2 separate regions of the Mus musculus genome follow, and region 1 is linked to region 2. A link is a contact called in public HiChIP or PLAC-seq data. All regions are on one chromosome and are shown on one strand. The core of a region is the stretch at or near the end of the contact, and the rest is flanking DNA. Distances in the headings are between cores, read along the strand shown.

The links. HiChIP or PLAC-seq counts read pairs in DNA pulled down with a chosen protein or histone mark.
Region 1: an H3K4me3 HiChIP or PLAC-seq map of stem cell-derived neural progenitor cells shows a contact between it and region 2, with 4 times the contacts expected there. The contact joins the promoter of Il11 here to the promoter of Tsen34 in region 2. A contact is called at or near these places in 3 of 39 promoter capture datasets (embryonic stem cells, liver and second pharyngeal arch cranial neural crest), 1 of 484 Hi-C or Micro-C datasets (embryonic stem cells), 5 of 115 datasets of contacts at active chromatin or transcription factors (embryonic stem cells, fetal liver, pancreatic cancer cells and 2 more) and 1 of 9 other capture datasets (embryonic stem cells).

The regions. Positions count from the first base shown.
Region 1 is chr7:4,776,649-4,780,229 of GRCm38.p6, reverse strand. It overlaps Il11 (interleukin 11), which reads left to right and starts at 2,089. Exons shown (of 5, transcript NM_008350.4): 1 at 2,089-2,250. The coding sequence starts at 2,244.
Region 2 is chr7:3,692,233-3,695,483 of GRCm38.p6, reverse strand. It overlaps Tsen34 (tRNA splicing endonuclease subunit 34), which reads right to left and starts at 1,874. Exons shown (of 5, transcript NM_001164204.1): 1 at 1,595-1,874; 2 at 640-886; 3 at 257-506; 4 at 1-132. The coding sequence starts at 882. Mboat7 (membrane bound O-acyltransferase domain containing 7) reads left to right here and starts at 2,498. Exons shown (of 8, transcript NM_029934.4): 1 at 2,498-2,743.

The DNA.
Region 1 (3,581 bases), core at 840-3,339, 1.1 Mb before region 2:
TCACCTTGGCTAGCCCCCATAGTCTGGGGGGGTGCTACGTCAGCTCTCCCCTCACTGACGCAGCCTTGGGCCCCCCACGATGACTCAGCCGGAAACAGGCCCCCTGAGGGGCGGAGACCCAGTGGTCAGAAGCCTGGGTCCCAGCAGAAGCAGGGGCTGAGGAGGGCCCCTGGGGGGCCTCTCAAAGGGGTGGTGTGACAAACCAAGAAAGGGAGAGAAAGAGCTCTTACCTGAGGTGATGAGGTCATACCCCACCATTGGGGTGGGAGTGGGGGCTCTGACCTCACCCCCTGGGGGATCTGAGCAGTTCTTCCCCCCTAGTGGTGAAAGATGGGGAGGGGAAGCCTCTGGCTGCCAGTCAGTCCAGAGCCAGCCCTCACCCTACTCCCCCATCTCCAGCCAATGCAATGGGCCCAAAAGATGGGCATGGGTGGTCTACAAAGAGATTTTTTGCAGTTCATGTAACTGTCCTGTGTTCAGAGCTATCCCATTTCCCTCTTGAGGAGGCTTCTGGGAATATATGTGAGCTGATTTTGGTGTCGCCATCCCTTAAGGGCCTGTGAATTCTGAACCAATGGTAGTCACCTGTTGAACACGGTATGTGGGTATTGCTGCAGTCACTGAACTGGTGTGTTTGGCTCTTTCCTGGATAGACACCCCCTTCTCTGAATGCGGCTTTGTCTAAGTTTCTAGTACCCATCCACTCACCACTCATTTTGCCATCTCTCGCAGTGACTACCTGTGCCTCAGTATAGCTGATAAACTGTAACCATGAGATCAAAAACATTTCTCTAGTAGTAGTTTGTACAAGACTCCTCACTGTGGCATTTAGGGGTAGGAAGGGATGTATGTGTGTCTGGGAGTGTATGTATATGTGGGTAGATTATCTGTACTTACATGCAAGTGTACAGAGGCCAGAGGGGGACACTGGGAAGTTCTAGCACTCTCAACCTTACGCTCTTGAGAAAGGGTCTCTCACTGAACCTGGAGCTAGGCTGGAAGACAAGCCCTAGTGACCCCGCCATCTCCACCTCTCCACCCACAGGGCTGCAGTTACACATGCTCAGCTTTTTATATACGTGCTGTGGATTCAACTCAGCTCCTCATGTTTGTGCAGCAAGCACTCTTACCCCCTGGGTCATCTCCTTAGCCATAGAAGATAGTCTCAGCCCCATTTACAGAACTGGCAAGTTGGGGGGAAGGGCAGCAACACAGCCAGAGACACCTCTGTAGAAAGCCTTTATTCCTTTTTCTTTTGGTCCTCAGCTACCTCATCTAACCTGTCTCCCAGGTGACCTCATCTTTGGTATTCTTCTGCAGCCTGAGTCTTCTCTTCCCATGTCTGTGGCCCCTTTCCGCTTGGGGATCGCTGCTTCTTTTTTAAAATGGGGTTTCAAGTAGCCCAGGTTAGCTTCAGTCTCACTGTGTAGCTAAGGATGACCTTGAACTTACTTCTGAACCTCCTGCTTTCGCCTTCCCAGTGCTGAGAGTGCAGGTGTGTATGTACCATCACTCTGCCAATTGAGCCACATCCTCAGCTCCTCAGTTCCCAGTGTCTCTCCATCTCAGAGGCTAGGTATCTCTATATCCTGCTGTCCCCATCTCTGTGCATTTGTCAGCCATTCTGGGTTTAGAGGCTCCATCTCTGCCCCAGTGTTCTCTCTGTCGTCCAGATTCTCCCCCCTCACCTCCACCTCCTCAGGCCCTGGACTTGCCTCTTCTACTGCCTCACCATCTCTCAGTACTAGTCCTGGTCCATGCAGACCACCACCCACAGCCAGGCTCCATAGAGCTCTTGAGCCTTGTGTGTCTGTCCCAGCCCGTGGAGGTGGAGGGAGGGGACGCCAATGACCTCACCGGCCCCTCTCAGACCACCCCCCCTTCACTTTTCAACTTTTCCAACTTTTCCTTCCGTGCCCTCCTCCAAGCAAGGCGGTGTGAGCCCTGCTAGGCAGCCGGCTCGTCTGAATGGAAAAGGCAGGAGGGAGGGTGAGTCAGGATGTGTCAGGCCGCCCTCCCCTGCTGCCTGCCCCCCGCCCGCCCGCCCCGGCCCCCTATATAACCCCCCAGGCGTACACACTCCCTCACTGCCTGGCCCTTGCTGCTCACACTCACAAACCTCCCCTCCCCAGGCCGAGGCCCAGCTGACCCCCTGGGTCCCCCGGCAGCGGACAGGGAAGGGTTAAAGCCCCCCCCCCCGGCTCCCTGCCCCCTGCCCTGGGGAACCCCTGGCCTGTGGGGACATGAACTGTAAGTTGGTTCCAGTTCATGGGTGAGGGGACAGGGTTGGGGGGGGGGAAGGATTGAGGGAGTGGGGAGGATGCGAAGCAGAGTAGGGACAGAGGGATAGAAAAGAGGAGTCACGGGGAGTCAGATTGAGAAAGAATAGTGAGAAAAGTGGGAGTTTAAGAGAAGAGATGGACAGAGAAAGAGACAGAACAAGGCAAGGGACAGCCAGACAAGGACAGAGGGACAGATGCTGGGAGGGAGGTGATCCTTAAGGGATCGGGTATCCCAGGGAGTCAGTGGGAATCTAGGAACAGAGACAACCACGAACTCCAACAGCGCGTCTCAGGGTGGGAAACTGAGGCAGAGAATCCCAGATGACAGCAAGCCCCAGAGGACGAGAAACAGGCAGGGGAGGCAGACGAAAGAGAGGTGCGGACAGAGAGCTTAAAGAGCCAGACAGATGCGCACCGGCTAGGGGACGGGTGCACCGACAGACGGCCCAGGAGGGGCTTGCGAAGGACTAGGCATAGCTAGAGGGGACCAGGGGGCGGGCTGGGGGTGTGATACTTGAGCTTGGTGGCCCGGGGGGCTCTGATTGGCTGGCTGTCTCAGAGGTGGGCGGGGCAGCTGGGGGATGGGCAGCCGGCAAAGGAGCTGTCCCTAGCCCCTGAGCCCCGAACGCGGCCCGACGGGTCTTCAGCTGCGTGCGTCCCTGAGCGCCTCTCAGACCAGGTGCGCCCAGGTCCTCCCCGACCCAACGGCCCAGCCCTCTGCAGCCACCTTTGAGGGCATATGGGAATGGGTCCAGGCACCTTCCTGGAGAGGAATCCGTGTGTTCGGGTGTCAGCTCCAGTCTCTGACTCCTACCACTGTTCCCAGGCCGGCTAGGGCTCCCGGGGCAGGGGAGGGGGGCAGGTTCTGGCCTGTACCTCCCCCCCCCCCGTCATGCCCCGCCCCGGGGCCCAGATTCCGGCGTCCGGGGGCGGACGGGAGACGCCCGGCCCGTCTACCCGCCCCGGGCCGCGTCTGCTCCGACGGGCGGGGCAGCCAGAGCCAGGGAGGGAGAGGGAAGCCCGCCCGGGCTCGGGCTTTGCGACCTGCCCCGGGGCGCCCCACCCTGAGACTCAAGACCTCCAGGTCCTCCTCCCTCAGATCCAGGCGTTCAGACTCCAGCCCTCCTCCCTCAGACCCAGGAGCCCAAACCTCAGCTCTTCTCCCTAGAACCTGGAGTCCAGAGTCTAGCCCTTATTCTGCAGATCCAGGGTCCCGAGGCCCAGCCTGCCCTCCCTCAGACCCAGAATCCAGGCTCCATCCATCCCTCCTCCTCCAGACCGTAAAGTCCAGACCACAGT
Region 2 (3,251 bases), core at 625-3,124:
GCCAGTCCAGAGGCTTAGCTTTTACAGGCCGAGGCCTGGCAGTGGCCAGCTGGATAAGCAGGGCTGATCTGGGCAAGGGAGTCACCCCATTTGAAGGTCCTGGTTGGGGAGATGAAGAATCTAGGGATGGGGCTGGGAGCAAAAAGAATTTACTGAGTCCACAAGGTCTCCTTAGCGCCAGAAAAATCCAACTAAAATTCTCCAAAGTTTCCCTCCCTCCTGCCCCAAATTTTAACTCTAAATCCTAAAATCTCACCTGCTCCCTCCTGCTCCGCAGAAGGCTGGCCATCATCACTGGTCTCACTCCCTTGGGTAGCCTCACTTCCACCGGCTTCTTGGCCTCCTTCATCTGCCCCTGAATCCTGTTCCAGCTTCTGCTTCTTGGCAGCCTGGCCCTCTACGATCTTCTCTAGAAGCTCCTGACGCCGGGTCTCCCGGGCCTCGGCTGCCAAAGTGTTCTGATCCTGGAAACTCTGCTCTTGCTGGCGTTTGAACGATGCTAGGGCCTGAGAAGTAAACTTAACTGGAACCCCAAGACACATCCTGCAGTCCCTTAGGAAGACAGGAATTCTGACCAGTTTACAACCTTCCAACAGGCCCTCCCAGGCCTTCCCACTATCAGGGCCTTTCGTTTCTTACCAAGCCATGGTTGCGGGGGTCCGGGCGCGGGGCGCTGACTAGGGTCACCGCGCCTATCTCGGCCAGGAGCCGGGCTTCTTCAGGCAGCAGCAGAAGCGGAAGGCCCAGGCGCGAGTTCTGGCGGGGCCCGCGGGGCAGGGCGCCCACCGTGCGTCCCCCGACTCCCAGACGCTCCCGCAGCGCCTGCACGGCCTCGGCTCCCCACACCAGCGAGCGGCCATTTGCGACCTCCACCACCAGCATCTTCCTGCGGAGTGGGGGTGCGTCGCGGTCACCCAAACAGCCCCACCGACCCGACTGAAGTCTTCCACGCCCTCAGCGCAAGACCCCGCCCCTCACCCCCCAAGGGGCGGGGCTGGGGTTGCCACCTGCCCCCCCCCGCCCCCCAGCCAAGATCTACCCAGGGACCAGTTAAGACCACGCCCCTCACCCAGGTCCCACCGTTCCGCTCCCCCTCAGCTCCAGGTGACCATCTTCTCTGCCAAAGCGTACCACCATCTCTCGTCCCCTCAGAGAGACCTCCCGCCATAGTGGTGCACCGCCCTTTTTGCAAAGTGGGTGTCTTCTTATGCGTCCGTCAAATCTCAGAACCTCAATGTAGGGTGGTTTGCTCAAGCCACACCCTCTTCTAAATACTTGGAGCCCAGCCCCTCCCCTTTCGAAGTGCCCAGATTCGCCTTTCCCGCCTATTCTGAGTCGGACTTTAAAAGAAACCCAGTCCTGTCTTGCGCCAGCTGTTCGATGTTCCAGCATCCTAAATTCGGCTCAATCGGGAGTCCTGCCTACCCGAACGCAAGCGTTTCAGCCTTCGGAAGATCTCGACTCTATTCCCGAACGCATGCGGGAGATCTCGGCTCAGTAGAATCAGCCACCCCCTCTAAGTTGCAAAAGGTTCAGCATTCGACCCTAGCCAGATCCCATCGTTCTTCCAGCTGTGGCCCCGCCCACTTCCTACCCAATTTAAGGAGTTCACAATTACGATTGAATCCACAGTCGCACTCGAGGTGCAGTGTGCGTCGTGGCTCCCTTTCAATCTGTCGTACTGTCCTCAGGCAGAGGCAATAAGTCAACCCCTAGCCAACACCAACTCTCGGCTAAGGCGGAGCTGGCCCTACGTAGCGCGTCCTCCGTCATCCCGTCAGGTCAGCAAAGCGGAAAAGCCAAGAAAGCCCTCACTGCCACTCCGGTCTGCACAAATGGGACCTTGAGGGTCATTGCTCTGGCCTCGCCCCCAAATCCACCAGTCATGTCGGCCCCGCCCCTTCGCCGTTTTCCGGTCTTCTGTGGCTCCGCCTTCCTCCCTCAAGACTATTAGCTCAGCCTGTTAAGTCTACTGATTATTTCCAAAGTTAGGCCAAAACGGCTGCCCTCAATATCATTTGACCGTGACCTGAAAAAGCATTCAGCTATCTGAAGTAAGTCCAAATATGCGATCCCGCCCACACCCCGTGGTTCTTTGACTCTCGGACCCCGGCTGATTCCGACTATCTCCGAAGTAAGCCGAAGCATGCGGTCCCGCCTACTTCGTTCTGCGTTCTTGAGCCCGCCTAACACTACACAACGACTTTTGGACCCGATTATTTCCGAATCAAGCCGAAGTGTGTGGTCCCGCCTACATCCGGCCGAGTTTGTAAACGCATCTAATTCCGAGCCGTGACTTTGGAATTCGGCTATCCCCGAAGTAAGCCGAAGCTGTGGCACTCCATGCCGAGGGCTTGAATGACCGAGTGTGCCCGAAGGAATCCGAAGCTGAAAGTCTGTCTCTGAGCTCCAGGTCCCTCCTCCTCAAGTCTCAACGGGACTCGAAGATCTTGGCCCCGCCTCTCTGACCCGAAACCCCGCCCCTTCACGTACTGGCAGCTCTTTGCCCGGGGACCTCCTAGAAAGATCGCGACAGGCATCTTGCGGCAGACTGGTGTTCTGGGTACCTTTCTTGCGGTGCTGTAACTCGTACAGCCGCGGCTCTCGGGGCCTGGACCGCGCAGCCCTGCCGGCGCCCTCCAGAACGGGCAGTGCGGGGGCGTGCTGAGCTGGGGAGGCGTGGCGCGAGCCGAGGCGGCCTCGAAAAGGAGCTCCGCAGTCTTCTGGCCCACGGACGGTTCAGGTGGGCCCAGGTTGGGTTGCATGGCGGCGTCACGAAGATCGTAGGGTGGCGGGGTGCGGGGACAGCGCCCAGAGCGTGGCCGGGCTGGGTGGCGTAACCGCCTGTGGATCTGCCGAGGCAGAATCGGATACACGCTGGCCTTCGCTGCGCGGGGCTGGGCTACGAAAGGTGCTTGCAGATCGTACAGGGTCATTGCCTTCTCTCCGAGGTACGGGTTAAAGAGGAGCCCAGAGCTCAGAGCTTAGAAAACAGGATGCTAAATGCTGGGCTTCTCCGAGCTGGGCGGGAGTGGGAGTACTGGGTCCTGTAAGACGCAGAGGAAATTGGGGACCCAGAAGGGCTCCAATGTACTCAGGAGGGTGAGGATGATACAGATTCCTGGGCTCTCAGAGAAGAGGGGTGTTGTGAAGGATTGTTTTTCTGGCCGGAAGGTGTGGGTCATAAATGGAAGTAGAAGTACTTTTGATTTCAACATTGGCAAAGGGGTGGGGTGGGGGCTTAATTCTTG